Linked DNA regions of Sus scrofa: region 2 is linked to region 1. The links are chromatin contacts, called in public HiChIP or PLAC-seq maps. All regions are on one chromosome and are shown on one strand. The core of a region is the stretch at or near the end of the contact, and the rest is flanking DNA. Distances in the headings are between cores, read along the strand shown. Region 1 holds the start of IDO1 (indoleamine 2,3-dioxygenase 1). Region 2 overlaps IDO2 (indoleamine 2,3-dioxygenase 2).

Region 1 (5,785 bases), core at 1,220-3,719:
GCAAAAAAATAAAATAAAAATTACAATAAAAAAAAAAGACTAAGAGTCAAGTGAGGACATAGTTTCAGACATATGAAAATGGTTAAAGTTAGAAGAACTTAAAACGTAGGAGAGTAAAGTATTATTGCTTCTGCCATCAAAGGCAGGACAGATTTCATGAAATGGCTGGATAAGCAGAATCAAGAAAAAGTTCTCTCAAGCCAAGCTTCCTCAAATTCAATCATCAGAGATTTTTTCCAAGACAGAATCATAAGGCTTCATTACATGCCTCTTTTTTGTTGGTGTATTTGGCTTCCATGTAGATACGATAGACCAACATGACATTTTTTGTTTGTTTTCTTCTCTTGGGCCTGGTTTCAGCAGTTTTAGCCTTGGGAACTGTTCATTTTCTTTCCTGGGATAGGGTTCAAATGGGAGCTGCAGCTGCCAGCCTGCTCCACAGCCACAGCCACACCAGATCTGAGCCACATCTGTGACCTACCCCAAAGCTTGTGGCAACACCAGATCCATAACCCACTGAGGAAGGCCAAGGATTGAACTTGCATCCTCATGGACACTATGTCAGGTTCTTAACCCACTGAGCCACAACGGGAACTCTTCCTATGAAGCAGTCATTAAAGAAATGTAGCCATTGTGTTCTCTGTGCTGTGTAATTTTCATCTCAGTTTCCTTTATCTTTACCATAAAGAAAGCATATTCTTGGAAAACTACATCTTTCCAAAAAAAAAAAAAAACGAAAAACAAAAAACAGAATGTAATGGGAAGAATAGCGTGAGAGCCATTCTAGAATGTAGTCACTCCAATGCAATGTACTATTAAAATGTATTTTAAGTACTGACATTCTGCATGACACCACTACATTGTCTTTTTTAAAATGGATATATAGGGCGTTCCCGTTGTTGCTCAGTGGAAACAAATCCCACTAGTATCCAAGAGGATGCTGGTTTGATCCCTGGCCTCCCTCAGGGGGTTAAGGATCCGGTGTTGCCGGGAGCTGTGGTGTCAGTCACAGACGAGGCTCGCATCTCCCACTGCTGTGGCTGTGATGCCGGCCAGCAGCTGCAGCTCCAGTTGGAGCCCAGCCTGGGAGCCTCCATATGCCGGGGGTGCAGCCCTAAAAAGGAAATAAATAAATAAAAAAAATCAAAGTATACTTGATTTATAATGTGTTATTTTCTGCTGTGCAGCAAAGTGATTCAGATCTATGTCTATATCTACATCTATATACATATTCACACTCTTGTCTAAATATTCTTTTCCATTACGGTTCATCATAGGACATTGAGATGTGTGAACATTGAAACACTGTGCATTGTTTTAAGGTACTAAACACAAACTCCTTTTTACTCCTTTTGATCATCAAAAGGAACAACATGGGTTCTTCTGCTTCAGCTTGGTGTATATGATCAAATGATGCCTGTAAGTGACCACAGACCTGAGGACACCCTGACAACCTTTGCTCAATGCAGTCTTACTTTGCATTTTAAAAGGACCATTTTCAGGATGTTTTATCCTTTCTACCAACTTTTGACATATTACAGATGGGAAGGTCTTATTGCCTTCTTGGTCCCTTAGCAGTCGGATGAAGTAGAGATGCAAGAAAATCTTCCTTAAAAATGACTTATTGGGGGAGTTCCCTGATGGCCTCGCAGTTAAGGATCGGGTGTGGTTACTGCTGTGGCTCAGGTTAGAGCTTTGGTGCAACAGGTTTGGTCCCTGGCCAGGGAACTTTTGCATGCTGCGGGCACAGCCAAAAAAAAAAAAAAACACAAAACAAAACAAAACAAAAAAGCTCTTATTGGGAACATGAAGAGGAAAGAACAGTATCACTGTGAACAACCTCAAAAGACTGAGTAAGAAAATTGGGGTTTGGGATGAAGAGATGCTATCTTTCTAAATTCTCCAAGTCCTTGTGTTTTTCTTTTGTTTCACAGTCCCTAACTCTGGGCATCACGGGTGTTCCTTATGGCTGCTGAGTCAAGACGCTAATACAGTCAAAGACCTCTGGGAGATTACAAGAAAGCTGGTGACAGAAATAACTAAATGATGATTTAGCACCTTAGGCGTTGGTCCAATTCACTATTTGAACTTGGAGATTAAGAAGTTCCCATCAAATAAGAATGTTCTTTCTGGTCACCTAGTTTCATGGCTTTTGTTATTTCAGAAGGGCCCCTTCTAATTTCCTAAAGCAGTAAGCAAATGATGTCCCCAGTGATCAATGTCTGAGAAGAAATATCAACTTTCAGTTTCTTCATATGACGAACAGTGATGCTTTTGTGGTTTTATTATTTTTTTTCATCAAATTACAGACAAAGAAAGTAGAAAATGAAACTATTCTAAAAGTGGAAGTAGTTTTTACTGCCTACGTGAAGAGTTGAGGTCACTGGCTATGGCATCCTCTCTAATAAATAGATGCTCTGGCTCTCCTTCCTCAAAGAGCAAGGAGGACCAGAGGAGCTGCCTGCAAAGATGGCACTTGATTGGTGGTCTCCTATGGACAATTCTTGGAAGATCTTTGAAGAGTACCACATAGATGAAAACCTAGGCTTTGCTCTGCCAAATCCACTGGTAAGAGAGGGGACTGAAATTATGGGCAAAATGTTTTTCTTATCATGATTTACCTGGACAAGTACACTTTCCATTGAATGAATGGGTTTCAGCAGGAAAGCAGGGCTAAAACCGGAGGCAGTGTTTTAATAAAGGGATTTCACTTAACTTTCTAAAAGTTCTCTACCTAGAAAATGAGTCTTAGGGGTACTTCATACTTACCTTACACCGTTATAGAGATGGGTGAGAAAAGGAAATTGTGGAAATATTTTGGCTTCAGACAATGGCATGGCAGGGGGCATTTTAAAAAAGAAAAAAGTAATAAATGACTGATGAGTCAAAGGAACCACATTTCTCAGTTAATGTACCTTAGATTGGGTGAAGTCTGCGTCCCTGTTTTGATAATATTTTTGAAGTGGGACATCTAGCAACCTTGTGTGGTATTATTATTATTAATATTGCCAGGTGGTTATCAAGCCCACAGAGTGCAAGACATGCAGAATAAAGGTGTACCTTATAATTACCTTTTCTAAGTTATCTTCCAAAGAACACCATGAAAAGCATCTTATCATTAACACTTTAATCACCAAACCACTCCTGTTGCATTTTTTTTTTAAGCAATTTACAGATACTAACTTTGTCCATCTTTACAACCAGCCTGAAAGGTATGTATATCAATCTCATCATCCTGATGCGAAATATAAGCCATGCAGAATTTAAGTCATTATTGGAACTCACAGAGCCTGAAATACCAGGGCTTGGATGTAATCAGGCTGGATCCAGAGCCCAAGATCTTAAATCTAGTGCCTATTATGCTACACTGCCTCACTTAAGAGAAGAGAATACAAGGGGTTGCTTTTTTTTTTTTTTTTTTTCCTCCCTACTCTTGGGTTTAACAAGGAATAGGAGATTCCAAGAAAGGATTTCTAGGAAACAGCTACTTGTTGTGACAGTTCTGTATGACAATATGCCCCTATTTGTGGCTCAAACAGAATGCACTCCAGAGAAAACTTCAAATTCAGCAAATATATATTTTAGTCAGATTCTAATCTAACTGTAGTTAGAAATCATATCTTGTAAATATCTTGCATAAAACAGGCACATCTAAAGCAAATTCTTGGTTCCAATCTAATTTCCTCTTCAGATTCTTGTTAATTCCAGAAAAATGAAGCATATGTTTTAATTTGACTGCTAAAAGCACTTTTACTTTGTATTTGCAAATCAATAATATTCAGACTTGTCACTTCTTCATGTAAGCACACAGGGACCAGGATGCAATGTTTCAAGGATGTACTATCCATGGTACCAGGAAAAAAAAATCTTTTTCAGAAGCTGCAAAGCTTCATGTCAAATATATCATTCCCCTCCTCAAAAGTCAATTCTCTCAAAAAAAATAAAATAATCATGGTAGTTCTGTAGACCTTGAAAACACATTCCAAGGATTAAAGCAAAACTTCAAAACTAAATTGAAGCAAAACTCTTCCTGAGCTACTTAAATAATGCTGCTACTTAAAATGCTTAAGAAGTTAGATTTGTGTCTTGAAACATGAAAAAAAACCCAAATTTTATTTCTTCACTGAAGATCTTTCCTGGAAATTATAGGTTCAAAATGTTCAATTCATCTCTTATGATCTATCAGCTTCCTATTCTAAAGGAAAATAATATGTCTTCTTATTCCATATCCATGCAAAATATATTCTCTACTCTAACAGGAGTTGAACAGCCCTCTGTGTTATTCTTTATTAATTGATATAATATCAGTTAGGTATTCTCTGAACCAGAAGTATATTACTGATTGAATTTTGCCTTTGTTGAAAGCTTGGTCCAATAGGACACTAATCATGACACATAATAAAGTATTTCTGTTACTTGGGGGAAATAGCAACAATCAAAAATTTGAGTGTGCCACACAGTGAAACACACAGCAACAAAACTATGTATGCATTACTAAAAACACTAAAACACAGTATTTGTGTGGTTCGGCAGAAAAATTCAGAGTAAACAGGAAAGGTGACTTTCTGATGAATATGCTGCCTGAATTTTTCATTGCTAAAAATCCTCCCTGACAGATTAAGTCCAGCCAATTTTCTGCAGCCCCTGAACATGCTTAAATCTTCTATTACATTTGTCTTTGGGGTTTATAGCTTACCTATAATATCAACTTGGTTTTGCAGCTTAAAGCCTCACTCCTGTTGGTTTGCGGTAAGCCCCTGATTTGTATTTCATCCCTATAGTTCAGGGTGGATGCCCCCAAAAGCATGTCAGGAGGCAGCTCAGTGAGAACCGTGTGGGGACAGGGCATACTGCATTCCATTCAGGGATCTGCGTCACATTTTGGGGTGTTGCCTAGCTCTTTTGTTTCGAGGTTTTCCCTTGAGACCAGATTATAAATACAAGATCCAGAGGTGAAACTTGTTAAAAAAAAAATCCAACCAAGTAAATGTCAGAGAGCTCATTGTCTTCCTTCAGTGATTCATGAATCAGGCAGCACCAGGGGAAGAGAGAAAGGGACTCTGAGAAGCTGTGCAGAACAAAAGATGTGGGAGTTCCCTTTGTGACTCAGCTGGTTAAGAACCCGACTAGTATCCATGAAGATGTGGGTTCGATCCCTGGCCTCGCTCAGTGGGTTAAGGATCCGGCATTGCTGCAAGCTGCGGTATAGGTCACAGATGCAACTTGGATCCCCAGTTGCTGTGGCTGTGGCATAGGCCAGCAGCGGCAGCTCTAATTCGACCCCTAGCCTGTGACCTTCCATATGCCGCAGGTGCAGCCCTACAAAGAAGAAAGAAAAAAAGAACAAAAGACATTTATAGGCAGAAGGGAGTAGGAACAAGGAAGTTAGACCTGCCAAAATTGGGTTGGGGTTAGGGTTAGGTTGTATCTCTTCCTTTAGAGAAGGACAGGGGTCTATGAACCGATGACCTCACTAGAGCTGACCAGGTAATTCCACATCGACTGGTTTTGGATTCCATTCTAGGAGAGGCTGAAAGTGTAATTAAGTATTAATTCTTGATTTGGTAACATGGAGCTTAACCTAAGTTACTCCATGCGGGGCCTATTGTCTTGCTTTTAACACACTTTTCTTGGAGTTTCATTTTTACTTGGCAAAAAATAAGCCTGTACTCCCAAGAAGGCAATCAAGCCGTATGTATGTATACAGCATCTCCTACCTGCCCAGGACTGTGCCAGATGCTGTGAGAAATATAGGGTTAAAAGCATGATAAAACCCTTGCCATCA
Region 2 (5,785 bases), core at 885-3,384, 57 kb after region 1:
CATGAGGAGGAAAATTATGTTTGTTACTAAACCTGACAACTCTAACCTCTCTTCCTGAGATGAATGGATAACCCCAAGTTACTAAACAGTAGGAAGAGAAGAAGTGCGTCAAAAAGGAGGAGTTGGAGTTCCAGTTGTGTCTCAGTGGGTTACGAACGGGACTACTATCCATGAGGTTGCAGGTTCGATCCCTGACCTCGCTCAGTGAGGTTAAGGATATGGCACTGCGGTGAGCTGTGGTGTAGGTCGAAGATGTGGCTCGGATCCTGAGTTGCTGTGGCTGTGGCTGTGGCGTAGGCTAGCAGCTGCAGTTCTGATTTGACTCCTAGTCTGGGAACTTCCATATACCATGGGTACAGCCATAAAAAGACAAAAAAAAAAAAAGAGGAGGGAGTTTCAGGACTTGAGGCTTCCAGTAAAAACCTGAAGATAAACAACCAGTGCTTTAAAAAATCTGATTAAAGGTTTCCAGTTTATTTACCTCCTAAAAATAAGTTGCTGTGTAAAAGGAACTTTGGGGAAGCAAAGAAATAAACAAATAAAAAAACTCAATATAAGCCCAAATAAATAAGGGAAAACCTGATTCCAGAAAAATAGTTTGCTTCAGTTAAGCAAATGCTGCCTAAATATGGGTGGGTTTTTTGTTCTGTTGTAATTTGATTTTCATTTGGTTTTGTTTTGTTTTTGGCCTTGCCTGTGGCATGTGGCCGAGCCCCTGCAGTGACAATACTGGATCCTTAACCCACGAGAACTCCTAAACCAGGGTTTTTGAGACCAATTGTGAAAATCTTACTCCATGTGCTCAGTATTCTCAACTCAGCCTCCTTCATATTTATACAAAGAGACGTTGTAACCAATATTCAGAGAATCGGGAAATATGCCAGCCAGCTCTTGCTAGGCACAAAAGAAAACTGTTTTGTGTTTTGATGCAATGAAGCTAAACTACTCTTGCTTTTGCAAAAGCCTTTGCTTTCCACCTTACAGGGAAAAACAATTATGTAATTAAGTTGATAACCTGAAACTGACAAAAGTATTTAAAGTTCTTATCTCACTCTTTTCCTAATCATGACATTCTTTTTTTTTTTTTTTTGGTAGAAAAAAATCCCATTACAAAGGTCTCTGTTTTAATCAATTAAAACATTATTTGTATGTTTGCCTGGGGAGAGTCTATAGGTTCTGAAATACACAGGAAGTTTCCAAAAAACAAAACAGAACCTCTAGCCAAGAGAAACCTTCTCAGTCAGGACACCTTATTCTCTCACTTTGAGACTGCCACACTGTAAGAAGTCAATAGCCACTCCTGGCTACCAAGCACCTGAAATGTGGCCATGAAAAATTGACATGTAAGATATTCACTGAAGTTTGAAGACTCACTATAAAAAGAGAGTGTAAACTATCTTAATATGTTTTTTTTCAAAGTCTTTTTTGCTTTGTTTGTTGTTTTTGGTCTTTTTAGGGCCACATCCACAGCCTATGGAGGTTCCCAGGCTAGGGGTGGAAATGGAGCTACAGCTGTGGGCCACAGCCACAATCACAGCAATGAGGGATCCGAGCTGCCTCTGCAACCTACACCACAGCTCACAGAGGCTCTGGATCCTCAACCCACTGAGCAAGGTCAGGGATTGAACCTGCATCTTCATGGATGCTAGTCAGATTCCTTTCTGCTAAGCCACTCTTGGAACTCCCTATCTATCTTGATATTTTTAATACTTATTATATGTTGATAATATTTTGCCTATATTATCCTAGATCAAATGTTATTAAAACTAAGTCTATCTGTTTCTTGGGGTTTTTGTTGTTTTTTCTACTCAAAATCTGGCTGACAGAAAATGTAAAATTACACACATGGCTCTCATTTATACTGGGCAGGGTTGCCTTCAGAGAGCAGGGCTGCAGTCTGCAGAACTGAAGTAACCCCCTGGCTCAGTCCCTCTTGGCTCTGTGACCCTATGTAAAGATCTTTTTCAGACTCTCAGTTTTGGCCTGTGGGTTTGGGGGAAGACAGATTACCGCCCTGCGTTGGAAACTTTTAGCGTTATGCCGCGCACGCGCGCACACACACACACACACCCCTTTCTAGATTCTATCCCGAGTCCATTTTTAGGGCCAAAGTCTGGCAAAGTGCGGACAGACACGGAGATGCTGCCCCCTAGAGGACAGCGGAGGAAGGAGTCCATCGCGAAGGCTGAGGCTCCAGCTGGGCCGGTCCCAGCCCATCCTTCATCTAGGAGCTTAAAGAGACAACCCGCGACGTCCACCGCTGCCCCTTCTGGCGCTTCGGACCCGGGACAGCGTCACCTGGGAAGATCCACATCAGACTGTGTCTAGCGCTGGGGAAGGGATTGGGGATGGAGGAAACTCTAGGAGGATGTGCAAGGAAGCTGGAGCTCAGAGGCTGTTGATGGCAACCAAGACTCGCCAGGCTCACTCCAGCAAAACTGAGAAACAGTCATTTTTGCTTGGGTAGCGCTGTGGGTAGTAACTCACTTGCGTACAAGGTTTTGCCTTCAATAACATCACCTTTAAACCTCCCGAAGAGTCATCTTGAACAAGGAGGAAGCAGGCGTGGAGAGGTGAAAAGACTCAGCCAAGGTCACGGGAAGTGTTTGGACTGGACGTGCTTGGATGGGACTGAACCCACCCCACCCTCACTCCAGCTCAGCTAGGTATCGGATCACATTCCTAACTCCACTGGGTCTGTTTACCTATGAAGAAAACAAAGAGAGTAATCCCCACAGCTACAGGGCTATTATTCGGGGTAAATGGACCAGTTAGCCGAGGTGCTTTCCTAAGGCAGGATTGTAAAGATTGCCCTGGGAGACGGCCCTTCAGTAAATGATAGCAATCTTGGGACTTAGTTATTCTACAACGCTCTAACTAAGCTGTCATTTCAGTGATGGTGACCAGAGTCCAGCAAAATCAGGGGGACAATTTGGGGCACTTCGTGAGCAAAATCATCTGAAATGCCTTCTACACGGCAGCATCTTAAGATCAGAGGAGGAATGGGTGTGTGCAGAGACTCAGGCCCTTCAAAGAAACATAGCCCATCTTTTACACCCAAAGATCCCTTCAAGCCACAGCAGCCCTATGTCCATCCCACTCCTGCAGCTGGTAATATCTGGCAATTCTCTTGAACAGATGCCCCTCTTGAACTGCCAGTTCCTCACGGGTTACAAGGAGCAGCACCTGGCCCACCTGATCCTGAGCTTTATCACCATGGGGTATGTCTGGCAGGAAGGAGAGACGCAGCCCAAAGAGGTAGGGGCAGAGGGACGCCTGTTTTGTCATCCAGCAGGTCTGCGGCACCCGGGGTGTGCTTGCTCTACTATTTTCCCTGAAAATGGGTCCCTTCTGGGTTTCCTCCCTCCTGGGGGATATGAATTGAAGGAAGGGCAAAGGGTTCATTGACATGAAAGATGTTTCTACCTTCTGGCCAAGGGTTACTTTTCTTTAGAACCTGTAGCCCTTTCATCAAGTTTTGGATCTTTTTTTTTTTTTTTCAATTTTTATTTGGTACCCACTCTCCTCCAAGAATTTTGAAGTCTCCAATTTGAAGGCAAGTCCTGAGATGTCATAAAAAATAGAACAGCTTCCTTTTAACAGCGTTTTGTGCTCTTCTACACATCTATAATCACAGTCAGTGTTCACCGTCCCGGAAGGTAAGTATGGCCAAGCTCTGCCCATTTTGCAGACACCGGGGGGTGGGGTGGGGGTAACAGAAGTTAAATTGCTCGCCCAAGGTCAGATAGCAAGTTTGTGGAAATTTCAAGGCCACAACGCAGATCTGCTGCTATCACGTCAGAGGCGCACGTTGCATGTTATAACACCAGTCTTATTTTTGTTTTTCATGTTGTTTACTATCTACCAGTATGGGTCTGTCTCTTAATAATTCATGTAAATCCCTTTTGAATCTTTGCATAACATTTACAGTTTTGCTCTGAACCTTGGGACATGAGATCTTTGAGTTCCAGTAACTGCATGGACCCCTGGGTGTCCTCACAACAGCCAGGAGGCCCTGGCAACTTCTTGATGTTCTTTCTCTCCAGACCCTCACAAGTCTTTTTTTTTTAATTTTAATTTTTAAAATTATTTAATTTTTAATTTTTTAATTTAATTTTAATTTTTAAATTTAATTTAATTTACAATAAATTGTAACACTTATTTACAATATTGTGTTAGTTTCAGGTGTACTGCAAAGCGAATCAGTTAAATTTCTTTTCAGATTCTTTTCCTGTATAGGTTATTACAGAATATTGAGTAGAATTTCCCCATGCTATACAGTGGGACCTTGTTACTTACCTATTTTGTATATAGCAGTGTGTATATGCTAGTCCCAAACTCTTAATTTATCCCTTCCCCCAGTGTTTTCCTCTTTGGTAATCACAAGTCTGGTTTTAAAACCTGTGAGTCTGGGGAGTTCCCATCGTGGCACAGTGGAAACTAATCTGACTGGGAGCCATGAAGTTGCGGGTTCGATCCCTGGCCTTGCTCAGTGGATTAAGAATCTGGTGTGGCTGTGAGCTCTGGTGTAGGTCGCAGATGTGGCTTTGATCTGGTGTTGCTGTGGCTGTGATGTAGGCTCTGATTAGCTCTGATTAGACCCCTAGCCTGAGGACCTCCATGTGCCGTGGGTGCAGCCCTAAAAAAAAAAAAAAAAAAAAAAAAAAAAAAAAAAAAAAAACCTGTGATTCTGTCTTGTAAATAAGTTCATTTGTGTCATTTTTTATTATATTATATTCCACATATTAGTCATCCCATATGATATTTATCTTTGTCTGACTGACTTCACTTAGTGCAATCATCTCAAGGTCCATCCATGTTGCTGCAAATGGCTCTTTGCCATGGAGTCCACTGCCTCCTGAGCCTGGAGCTGCCTGTTCCCCCTGCCATGCCCGGGGTTCCCCCTACATCCCCTGCTGCCCCTTTTCAGACTTTTCAAATATCAGGATGTCTAACTATAAAAAAAAAATCATGTGTTGGAGTTCCCTTGTAGCACAGTAAGTTAAGGACCCAGTGTTGTCACTGCTGTGGTGCAGGTTTGATCCCTGGCCCAGGAATTTCTGCACGCCGTGGACTTGCCCACTCCCCCCTCCAAAAAAAAGAAAAAAAGAATCATGTGTTTTGTCATGGTCTGTGCACATGGGGAGAAGAGTCTCAGGACTCCTTTCAGGGTGAAAAGAAAGAAGAGTTTATTGAGCATGGTGAGATGGAAAGAAAGTAGAGTTCATTGATTGAGGCGAGAGAGGCTGCAAGTGCAGCAGGATGGCTTCCTGTTGACCAGGGAGAGCCGACCCTGGCCGTGTGGTCATGTCTGCTTTCATAGCCCAGGGAGAAGGAGGCCTTACGATACACCTGCTGACCTGCTGATTGGTTGGGGGAAAGTAATCTTAGGATACTTTTGCTGGTTGGTTGGGGGCATATAAGGCCCCCATAGGGGTGGGGTGCGGAGTGGGCCATATACCTTTCCTAGTAGGGCAGGAAGGAGCAGGGCAGGTTGTTCAAGGTGGGGGAGGGGGCATTAAGATGAGACAGGTGGGATGATAAGGGTCTGGTCGTTCTTGTCTTGGCCAGAGGCTTCGAGCTGTCTCTCCTTGAAGGGGCCTTGAAGCCCACCATGCCCACCATGCCCACCGGTCTGTTTTGGAAAGTTGAGATCCAGGCATGCGGTAGAACAACCCAGTGAGTGTCCCTCCCCTTCTGCTCTCAGAATCGTAATCCTCAGTCAGAGGTAGGGGTAGGGCAGGCGACAGGGGAGGAAGCCTCCAGATGGGCCTGCATCCTTCCA

Evidence for each region. HiChIP or PLAC-seq counts read pairs in DNA pulled down with a chosen protein or histone mark.
Region 2: a contact with region 1 is called in an H3K27ac HiChIP or PLAC-seq map of alveolar macrophages. The contact joins the enhancer-like site here to the promoter of IDO1 in region 1. A contact is called at or near these places in 1 of 5 promoter capture datasets (liver), 19 of 47 Hi-C or Micro-C datasets (adipose tissue, alveolar macrophages, embryonic fibroblasts and 11 more) and 1 of 2 datasets of contacts at active chromatin or transcription factors (alveolar macrophages).

Annotation. Positions count from the first base shown.
Region 1 is chr17:9,242,814-9,248,598 of Sscrofa11.1, forward strand. IDO1 (indoleamine 2,3-dioxygenase 1) reads left to right here and starts at 2,470. Exons shown (of 10, transcript NM_001246240.1): 1 at 2,470-2,568. The coding sequence starts at 2,470.
Region 2 is chr17:9,300,192-9,305,976 of Sscrofa11.1, forward strand. IDO2 (indoleamine 2,3-dioxygenase 2) reads left to right here. Exons shown (of 12, transcript XM_021077736.1): 3 at 2,105-2,666; 4 at 2,895-3,006; 5 at 3,139-3,258. The coding sequence starts at 2,626. Among named protein-coding and RNA genes, the nearest start is that of IDO2, 26 kb to the left of the region's middle. Within about 2 kb of position 2,135, at least 10 of the 83 cell types and tissues checked have an H3K27ac peak or open chromatin away from gene starts, as enhancers often do. A contact at or near this core is called in adipose tissue and alveolar macrophages, where this site is marked.